Regions from separate parts of the Capsicum annuum genome. Here region 1 is linked to region 2. A link is a contact called in public Hi-C data. All regions are on one chromosome and are shown on one strand. The core of a region is the stretch at or near the end of the contact, and the rest is flanking DNA. Distances in the headings are between cores, read along the strand shown. Region 1 holds the start of LOC107852496 (putative E3 ubiquitin-protein ligase LIN-1). Region 2 holds the start of LOC107852495 (protein kinase STUNTED).

Region 1 (5,802 bases), core at 123-2,622, 270 kb before region 2:
CGTCACATCACAACCACCACCACCACTATCAATCGCCACCGTCATAACAGTCACTACAATATCAACCATCACTACTATCACCACTAACATTACTAATCACTAATATCAATCATTGTCACCGCAACCATCATTATAAACCATCTTCACTATCACTAACAAACATAAATAATTTTTTTCAATCAAATAATAATTTTGTTGTATTAAATTACATACTTTTTTGATATATAATTAGTTTTTTATTTGAATTATATTTTTTATTTTATTATATATACAAATAAAAATTTTTTGTACATTCATATGTTGAAAAACAAACAGTCTTAATTATTCAGTTTTCAGATCTAGAGACACTATCTTAATCATTCAGATGTGCATTCAGATTCAAACGTCCGAATCTTTAAAAAAAAACAAATGCAGCCTTAATATAATATCCCGTCATGCTTAGGGTGTGTTCTGTAGGAAGGAAAACAACTTTAGAAAAATATTTTCTACTATTTTCATGTTTAGTTGGTTAAAATTAAAAAAAAAAAAAAATATTTAAAAAAATATGTTTCTTGAAAATAAGAAAAATGATTTTCTGAAAATTATTTTTCTGAAAATTATTGATCGTGTCCTCCTTACTCTCCATCACATCATATCTTCATCTCTACCTCGATAGCATCCATCCCCATCACCCCACCCTCTGCCTACACTACCACCTTCCATAGTATTTGTGTGGATCATATACAAATACTTTTAGAATGATATTTTTGTTACTTACCAAACACAAAAAAATAAGTTAGAAATTCACTTATTTTCCTAGAAAAAACATCTTCAAGAAAATTATTTTCATGAATAACATTTTCCTTCGTACCAACCACACCAATAATTTAAGATCAACATGGCTCAATATCTCATCAGGATTAATCTTATTTGTTTTATCTCGCTCACCCAATTATCAAGGTCTCGTCTTTACTGTTGGAAAATAAGATAGATTATCAGTTAGAATGGTAACTAATGGTAACCCGAAGAGTGATGATGTACAAAAAGTTACTACTGTTACTTACACTGACACAAGACAGTGTATGTAAGTTGATTAAACAAGAAACTCAAGAATATCATTTCATGAATTTAGTGTGGGTGAGAGAGAGATATGTACCTTAATTTGATGAGATTAATCATAAGCAATCCATGCAATAAACCTTGCTGAACAAGCTAATTACGACAAGAGCTTCATCAGAAGATTTATATTCATTATATTAGTCTTCTGTTTCTAGAAATTAACTAAGCCAAATCCTCAAAATCTACAATTGGAATTTTAGATACAGTCAGAAAGCTATGACTAGAAAAATGAAACTAATATTATAATAGCAGCCGGCCGGCCGGAATAACTTACTTTTCTTTTACTCGCTGATATATATATAGGGAATTTTTTCGGAGTTGGAAATTATGGTGTTTGATCATAAAAATTCAGAAATAATTTTGGAAAAAAATTCGGAAAAAGGAAAACAGGTTTTTGTTGTTTTCACAATTTTTCAACTCCAATTATAACTTTTATTATTATTATATATAACGTCAATCTTTTAAATTTTTACATAAAACTCTCCTTATAACATTATTTTTTCAATATTGCGTATATAGCAGTTTTACACAATAAGATAATTATAATTTCAAACTTAATGATATCCTAATTATATATCTCTTTTTCTCTCTCATCATTATTTTTATCCCTTATTTAATTTTCTCTCATATTTAAGATATTATTTTACTGCTAATTTATATTTATACTCATAAATATATAAAGTATTATATTTATACCTATAAATATATAAAGTATTATATTTATAATAGAAATATACAAAATATGTTATATATAAAGTTTATACCATGTATATATCATATACACATATATAAATATACAAAGTATTAAGAAACATACTAAGCATATTTATAATATAAATATACTAAGTATTTTATATATGAAGTTTATACCATGTATATACTATATACACACATATATAAAAATGCAAAGTATATTGAAACATACTAAGCATATTTATACATTTATGGTATATGATATAATATACCATAAATATGCAAAGCATGTTTTACATAAAAATAATTTATTCACACACAGTAAAATCCTTTATGTATAAGAAAATTAAAAAAATAAATTAGCGGCAATCTAAAATTTAATAACAACTCATCATTTCCTATTTTTTAGGAACAGAAAATGAAGTAAATAAATTTCAAAAAAAAAAATTTGTTTAAAAGATAATATTTGTTATCTAAAAAACAGGAAGCAATGATCTGTTAATATAACATCCATATTTAAAATTTTCAAATGTGAGAAAACGGCTATTAATGTAAATATTATATATGTCATAATTGAAATTCATTAAATATGATCATGTATATGTAATTATTTTTATAATAGTGGCTAATTGTGTTCTTTTCCCATAGTAAGTAAATTTTAGTTGAGTGATTTTAATAGTTTGTAAAAGTTAGGGCACAAAATCATATTAAAATTTTTTTTTTCAAAAGTCAAAAAAAAAATTCAAAAAAAAACATGACCAAACACAACTCCAACCCAATTTCAACTCCAACTTCGAAAAATTTTAGTTTTCATGACCAAACGACTACATTATCAACCAATTCCAATATTATTGACATTGTCAACATATTATATGTATTTATGTATTATAGTTATAGTAGTATTTTCATAGTTTTAATAGTGATTGTTCGTTTAGGCTGATCGACGAGACAAAAAGGCATCTAATGTATTTGGTTTCATTGTTTGGAATGCATCTATTCCACGGTTCCCACCGTAAAATATATGTAGCTCAGATTTTTTTAAATACTAGTTTACCAATACGTGTCTTACACGTGTAACATTCGATTATTTAAATTTAAATAATTTCATATATTAAGTAGATTTTTAATGAAATATAAAAAGGTCAAATCACTTTTCAGAGATCCTTCACACTTTAATATAAGAGTAAATACATAATTACCCCCTGATATTGGCCGAAATTTTTAAAAAGACACTTAAACTATAATTTCGACCTATTACCCCACGAATCTTACCTAAACCATTGTAAATGCACCATTTTAATCAAAATTTTGACCCTACGTGTCTACACGCACCTGAAGCGCGTGAATGGAAAAAAAAAATTGAACCAGCGAATTAAAATGTTTCACGTGTAATAAAAAGGATCCACTTTTAAAATTTTGTATTTTAGATTTCTTTTTCTTCATTTTTCATCTTCTTCCTTCATTTCACCTTCTTCATTTGCCATCTTCTTCATTTTTTTTCTTCATTTTCCATCTTCTTCCTTCGTTTCTTATTCTACTTCCTTCTTCTTCTTCTTCTTCTTTTTCTTCTCCATTAATCTCCATTAATTGTGTCGCTCGATTTTCTCCGAAGTTAAAACTTTTAGTTTCCGTCAAATATTCATAAACCATTAATGAAGATTGATGATGAAGAAGAAAAAGAAGGAAGAAATTACTCTGTACTAATGAGTAATGAGATTTTAATACCATTGTCTTCTTCAATTCCTCCATTAAAGCTCCATTAATGGAATTTTATGATTCAAGTAAATGGTGTTGAAGACGAAAAATAAATTTAATCACAAAAAGAAAACTTGATTTCACAACTTTTAAACAAATAAAGAAAATATTAAAGTCAATACATGATTTTGTATCCCACTAGTTCAATTCATTAAGGAGAATTTTTTTTTTCTTTGAAATTTTCTAGCTTTAATGGAGAATTGGGGAAAAAGAAGAGAAAAAAAGAGTAATTGTTGTTAACGGAGAATTAGGGAAGAAGAAATGAAGATTGATTAATGGAGAATTGAGGAAGAAGATATGAAAATTGATTAATGGAGAATTGGAGAAGATTGATAAATAAAGTTAAAAGAAAAATTTTATTAAAAAATATTTAAAAAATGAAATTAAATGTATTTACACGTGGCAACACCTGATTGGCGTGTGCATTGCACCCTTTTTGGTGTGACTGAAATTCAGCGAAAAATGGTGTTTTTGCAAAGGAATAAAGAAGAACCGTGGGGTAATAGGTCGAATTCAAAGTTTAAGTGTCTTTTTGAAAATCTCAGCCAACATCAGTGGGGTAATTATGTATTAATCTTAATATAATAAAGTAAACATAAACATATATTTTAGTGTAAACACATATATATTTTACCATAAGTTTTAAGTGAATGATGGATCATCACTTTTGCGTTTGTCATGCAGTAGAGAGACACATCAATTTGAATCATATTTGTGGTACAATTATTTTTACCTATATTTAAAATCTTTTCTCATTTTTAAAATCAAACTTTTACAAAATTATTGATTACATTCTTATTACGTAAAACTTTTTAAAATTTGGTACTTATTAAATTTTTCTTATCTAACGTGTTTATATTTATTTCTAAATTTTTCAAATCTTCTTATAATCAAATTTAGTTGATTCAGAACTCTTAAACTAATGAAAAAAAATACTAGTTATCATTAAACAGAAACTACAACAAAAGAATATGATAATTGAAATATTAGAACAATATGATTAACGCTAACATTCATACAAAAAAATCTCAAAATCCATCCGAACACTCATCTAGAACACAAACCTAAAATTGATAAAACTATTATAGGCCACATCGATATAGTAGCTATAAGAATATTTATGTCACCAACACACCAAAATATATATAAACATAAATTAAATAAAAATATAATTCTCAAATATCATAAAAAAATTGATGATAAACATGAAATAATAGAACAATTTATAGAAGTAAATGGCTATATCCTTTTTCTAAATTGATATTTTTTTTCCATCTTCGAGTATAATTTAAATACCAAAAGAAAACAAAAAGAAGCAAATGTCAAGTACAATAAGGACTATGTTAGATTAAGCCTAATATTTCACTAGGATTTTTATATTTTTATATATTTTAGCTAAAGTTTTAGTTGTTTTCATATATTTTAGGCAAAGTTTTAATTGTTTTCTTTATTTTTAAAAACATTACGTACTCAAAAATTAAAAAAGCAAAAATCTTTTTTACGTCAACCAAACTTTCTTGGAGAACAGTGACCCACCAAAAATAAAAACAAAATCGTTTTCTTTTAGGGAAATAACTAATAAGAAAAGATTTTACTATAAATATATTTAATTAATTTTTAGCTTTTAAATATTAGAAAAAATAGTAAAAAAAATATTTTATCTAAAACATAGACTTTTAATGAAGAGTAAAAAGTTCAATCAACATTTTTAATACCCTTCACACTTTTAATATATTATAGATATAGATTATATATCATAGATATAGATTATAGATATAAATATAGATTGATGATGAGTGTCTAATTTTCAGCAATATATATTTTTAATGAATTTAATATAAATGTGGTAATATTTTAAAAGTATTCGAGCAACACATATAGCTGTACTTAAACTGTTCGGCCAGTGTGGAGTAGCTAGAACGGATGGGAGGTAATTCTTCCTACATTGGGTGGCTTGCTAAAGCCTTGTGTTCGTTTCAGTAACCTGGAGTCTTCGTTTGGGAAGTCTCCACTCTCTATTCATATAAATCGTGTTCTCTCATATAAATTCTATGATTATTGTTCGCATGATAATTAAAAAAATAATTAACTATTGAATGATAATGAATCGTGTCTTGAAATTAAAAATAAAATAAAAACTACAGCTTTAAATGAATCATCGTTCCATGATTTTTTTTTAATTTTTTTTTCCTTGTGAATGGATAAGGAATTCGAAAAAAAAAATCATAATTAAGCTAAATAATAATATTTTAAAAA
Region 2 (6,016 bases), core at 2,164-4,663:
ACTGGCTGATCATCTCTGCCATGAAGATATTCTAGTGCTTCAGCAACACCAACAGCGACTTTGTATCTCTCTTTCCACCCAAACACAAGTGGATCCTTATTATTACCTAAATGAACAACCTCCTGAGTCAAAAAGATTGAAGACCTGAAAATCTTCTATATTTGTTCACAGCTCTAATTCTACTTCTAGACAATATTTTGCCTCTAAAAACACAAAGTATAGGATGATATGGTAGAAACTTCATTGGAAAGAGTCAATATTTTGGAAAATGCTATTAGCATACCATGTAGATTCTCTTCAAGGCTCCCCCTTGATAGAAAATCATATACAAGGAGAAGGCGGTTGTCCTCAAAACAGAATCCAAATAGGGAGATTATGTTTTTGTGACTCAAGGCAATAATAATCTCAATTTCCAAAACAAACTCTCGCACTGCATCTTCAGATTGTTTTAAGATCTTCACAGCCAGTTCCTTGCCATCAGGAAGGCAGCCTTTGAAAACCTGGCTGCTTCCTCCTTTACCAATAATGTTCTCTGTAATCATGAAAATGAATGTAAGTCAACTATAAATATGCACTCTGGAGTCTTTTTGTGAATATGCAGCTGAGAAAAGCACTAACCTGAGGAAAAGCTCAAGGTTGCTAAGAGAAGTTCCTGGAATTTAAATAATCTACACGTTGCAGAGTACTTCTCATGAAGTCCCTCCAATTCTCTTGGTAAGGTTCTTGGTGAATTGTCCGGAGACGATTTGGAGGATGTTGTCTCGTGATTGACAGGAACAATTGCACCACTTTCTTCATCTAGCACGGGAGCATGAGTTTCATCAGCAGCAGACTGTTGATCTCTCTTCTCTGAATCCTCAATGCACAAAAGATGTCTACTCGGCAGACACAATGCCCACTGAACAACAGAGAGTTTTCTTATTGATGAAGTGTCTGCAGCTTGTTGATTTGATAAAATGACTCGGCTAAGCAATGGCCAACCAGGTCTCACTTCAGGCAAATCCTTGATCAGCAATGTAATTGAACTAGAACCTGACTCCTGCCTCTGCACGGGTACTATCGCCATTGAATTATCATCATGGTTATTGTCTGAAGGCTCTTCATGTGTTTGGATACAAGAATTATCAGGCAGTGGACTGCCTGGTGAACAGATTGAACAGTTCTGTTGAAGGGAATTCTCTGCTGATGCAGAAGCAGCTTTCAGTAATGCCTCACCCAGAGTCTGATAACCATCTTGCCTGCAGGAATTTGTTGGCCTCAACCCGGTGCTGTCGTTTAATGCTCTAGAGTTCTTAGTCAGTGTCCTCTGAATTACACTAAGCAAACGATTCCCATGGTGATGCTCAAGTTCTACATACAGAAGCAGGAAAACAAACAAAGCTAGAAAGTCAGTAATTATGAATTACAGATATTGCTCAATAAACCAAAAACAAATGTAATGTCAACCTTTTGAACTGGCATACGATGCTAATGAGGCCTCCCTTTGAAAAACAATTTTTCCATTATTAACAGCCAAGACTGAACAATCTTTTGGCAACTTTCTAGCACAGTACTTTGCAACTGAAGCTGATGATCGAATTGTATGATTGGCAGCCCCGACTATAACATCTGTTGCTAAGTAAGAATTCGCCTCACGAACAATAATTTTTCGGATTGATGTACCTCTGCAGATCTTTAGCTTAAGATCCACCTGCAATAATAACAGAAAAATATCGAACTTTCGCTCCAACAAGACATCAACCATATGAAACAAACTGACAAAAACACTTTATGACGCCTGTAAGAACATATTTCCCATCCTTATTTATCCCCCCCCCCCCCCCTTCCAAAAAAAGGACCATCTTTATGAGATCATATTAGAAGGACCAAAAAATTAATGCCGCAATATTTCCATCCACCAACAATGTCATAATCCATTCATCGTCCCTCCCCACAAGAAAATAGAACACTTGAGAATGGTTTTTCATCAATATAAAATATTTTCCCTAGACATAAAATTTAAGTCTGAACTTAAGCCCCAAACCAAAAAATAAAAACACTTAACCTTGTGGGCAAAATAATGAAATTCAGAAGGTTTACCTGCTTCAGATTACAGAAGCCTTCATAAACTGCAAGAACAGAGTCAAATGCTTTGACCAACGATAACAGTGAGGACTTCCCATCACGATCTACAATTTCTGTGCCAACATAATCAAAATCCTTACAACTTTAATATAGCACGGAAAGAAGAAATAGAAAATGAAAAAAAGAAAATAAGAACAGAAAAGTCCTACTTGGACAACTCAAAGAAGACACGACATTTTTATGTTAACCCCAGAAAAGAACAAAATTCTCATTCAAATATTCACATCATCACATCAAAAATATGACAAATTGTACTGGGATAGGGAAAGGGGAATGTACCAAAACAAGAAAACAAACACACAACTTTCTTTTAGAAGCTGAGGCAAAAGAGTTCCAACAAAAAAAACATTCTATTGGAAAGAAAAGAAATTTCAGGCATTAATAATTCTTGTTACAGTATTTTCAAGTTTCCAATTTGAGAAAAGTAATAATATTAGCAATAATTCTTGCTTCCCAATTTAAACTGTAAAAAAGGAGGGTAAAAAAATACAGAGAAAATGACACGAAATTTTTTCAGTTTCAGCTTTCAGGAAAGAAAAAAAGCTCACTCCAAATTTCCCAATTTCAGCTAAAATAAACGAGATTTTGTAGAAAAGTCCCAAAGAGAGGTGGGGGGAAAACCCAATTTTAAAAAAAAAAAAAAAAAAAAAGGAACCAGCAGAAGAAACCATTTCATTTTCCAGGATAAATTACAGAAAAACAATCTGAGAATTCTAGTTTCAAGGGGAGAAAATGAAAACAAACAAAAAGGGGTGTCAAAAAGTCGCAGCAGAAAAAAAGAAAAAAATTTTACGAAAGGAAAATATTTCCATTTTGAATAGGCAGAAAAACGGATACCATTATTGTTAAGAACATGAAGAGCAATGACACGATCACCAGGTTGAGCAACTTTGACAAGAGCCCATGTTAATAGCTCTCTACTTGCACCATCCATCTTTACTCCAACAATAACTGTTCTGTTACCATCTTCTCCTTCTCCTTCTCCCCCAGCAAGAACACATTGTAACTGTGTCATTTTTGGCGCCAAAGGGATTTTATGAGAGCTGAGATTATTATTGAGATAAACTGAAAAAACTACTCATATATAAAGAGGAGTAAAAGACTAAATTTAAGCGTTTGGTTTTTTTTGGTTAGAAGAGTAGTAGTAGAGTAGATTGGTTTTCAAGGTTAGATAGAGAGAACAAATGGTTAGAGAGAGAGAAGTGAGAGTTAGGAGTATTAATTGAAGTAACAATGATGACTTGGGTGTTTCTTGTTTGGTCCACTTTGAGGGGTTAGCAGCTTTAATACCAACAAGCTAAACCGCCCGCCACCCATAAATTAATACGCAACTCAACTATTACTGCTGCTCCTTAGAATCAATTTAGTTGGTCATTTTATTAAAAATAAATATTACTCTATATTAATTAATTAATTATTAAATTATTAAGTAATTAATTAATAATTATTTTTTTTATATTTATAATTAATAATATATTATATTAATAATTATAATTTTAATAAATATTTTTAGGTTCAATGAATACCATTAATATAAATAAAGAATTATTTTATAAATTCTTAATAATCATATAAAATGAAATGCATTTAACCAAAATGAAATGAAAGAAATAATAGTATAGGTACGGAGAATTCTTTTAAGATTATTTATTAATAGAATATCTTATTCACATAAAATTAATGAGTTTTTCTTGTATAGCATTTATATATTTCAAAAACAATGAAATATTAAAAATAATTATAAATAGTGAAATAATAATTGATAGTTAATAACTAATCACAATTACAGTGATTTTAGAAGTATAAAAAGAACAATATCAATATCTTCTTTAATTACATTCTATTGACTAATTTTTAAAAATAATAAAATATGAAATATTAAATAATTATTAATTTATTATTGGACTTTTAATTTTATATTTTTAACCAATTAAGACGTGTACTTATATTCCTTACCTTCCATTTTATTTTTTATTAATCTATTAATTCAACTTCATCTACTAACTAGAGAAAATTGAAGGAAAGATGTCTTTTAAGTTTTGATTGAAAGATTGATGACATTGACCAACTTAAAGGTCAAACATCATTAGAAAACTTGATTAAGTTAATTGTGGACTTGATTAATATTTTCAAAACTTTCTAATCTTTTCAAAAATACAAATCAACCCAACCCACACCCTCTTCAATCCAAATCAACCACTCTCTCCTCTCTCTCGACAGCTTCTCTCCTCTCTCTCCCAACCGACAGTTCTGCAAAATTTCTCCCTTCAACCCTCGGCGACTTCTACCTCCGACGATAAATAGTTGGGCTTCGAGTTCCTCTCTTCAATTCAAATCAACCTGTCTCTCATCCCTCTCTAGACAGCTTCTCTCAACTCTTTTCCAACCAACTGTTCTTCAAATTTCTCATTTCAATCCTCGCGAATTTAATATTCGACTACAAATAGTTGGGCTTTGAGTTTCTTTTCGACTTCAACCTTCACTTGACGTGACAGCCTTGCTTTCCAGCCACAACATCTTCGAATTCTTCATCGTTGCTTGTTTGATTTATTGTTATCCTTTTGATTTGCTGGAGGACAACAATGCTTGTTTCCAAATGAAAATGATATATTAATTTTTCAAGTGTAGGTTTATGTAAGAAAACAAAGATAAGATGGATGAGGTGTGGATAAATTACTATGGCATGCCTGTTTATTTTGGTTGGAAGGAGTTTGTCATAGTTACTGGACTAAAATGTTGTCCTCCTTCTCAAGTTATACCTATTCTAACCCAAAGTAATTCTTGGGCATCATACTTAAATTGTTGTTGATGTATTTGTTGATATTTGTACCCATAACTAAATTTTTACATTTTATTTATTCGTTGACTTATTTCAGCTAATTTCTGAAGGTGTCGATTTATTTTATTTTGTCTATGAATTTTATTTAATCCTTAGATTTGAACTTATTAATTGAAAAGGAATACTAGATTCAAATATTGCAATAGATAATGTATTTGTTGCAACAGACGACACATCTATTGGAAAAGTCAAACAGATTTAGACATATGTTGCAACAGGTAGGTAATTTGTTGGAATTTATCAAACAGGTCTTTCCACTTTTGCAACAGATGGACTTAGATAGAAACATCGAGATAATGCAATAGATGACCAACCTATTTTAACAGATAAATTATATGTCAGAACAGGTAGAATAACTGTTACAACGGATGGAGAATCTATTGCATTATAAAAATTCAACTTTCGTTAGACATAAAAAATTATCACTACGTGTAAAAAGGTTAAAGTGAATTGAAATAAAAAAGGCAGAATCCATCGATGGTGTTCAGTTCAAACACCTAAAATAAAATAGGCATCAAGTAGATAGTGTTCATTTTAAACACGTAAAATAAAATAGGCATCAAATGTGTCAGTCTGACACATTTTGCTGACTTGCCGACACTTGGCCCCCAACAGTCATTCCCCCCTCCAATTGACTTATATATTCATCTTCCTCCAAAAATTTAACCCTAAATTCTCAAATCTTCTTCTTCATCGTCATCTTCTTTTATCTATCCAAATTCTTCAATTTATTTCTTTCTTTTTTTCCAATTGAGCTTGACAATGTCGAGCACATCTTCCACTATTTTTTGTGATAAAGATTTTTGATATTGTAAGTGCGGTCATGAAGCTCTGTTAAAGACTTCTTGAACTCAACAAAATTCAAATCGTAGGTTTTTTACTTGTAAGATTTTAAAGGTAATATTTTTTTATTTAATTAATTGATTAATTATTGACTTGTAATTATTTTGTAATTGTGTTCTCTTTTTTATAGAAATTGGGTGGATGCAATTACTTTGATTGGTATGAAGAACGATACTCTTCACAAGCAAATCGTGTAATCTGGGATTTGTT

The links. Hi-C and Micro-C count contacts between places; a contact is called where the count stands out from the background.
Region 1: a contact with region 2 is called in a Hi-C map of leaf, with 3 times the contacts expected there. The contact joins the promoter of LOC107852496 here to the promoter of LOC107852495 in region 2. A contact is called at or near these places in 2 of 5 Hi-C or Micro-C datasets (leaf and placenta).

What each region holds. Positions count from the first base shown.
Region 1 is chr4:162,590,545-162,596,346 of UCD10Xv1.1, reverse strand. It overlaps LOC107852496 (putative E3 ubiquitin-protein ligase LIN-1), which reads right to left and starts at 1,372. Exons shown (of 17, transcript XM_016697534.2): 1 at 1,136-1,372.
Region 2 is chr4:162,324,175-162,330,190 of UCD10Xv1.1, reverse strand. It overlaps LOC107852495 (protein kinase STUNTED), which reads right to left and starts at 3,413. Exons shown (of 10, transcript XM_016697531.2): 1 at 2,962-3,413; 2 at 2,080-2,177; 3 at 1,447-1,690; 4 at 619-1,350; 5 at 284-532; 6 at 1-106. The coding sequence starts at 3,139.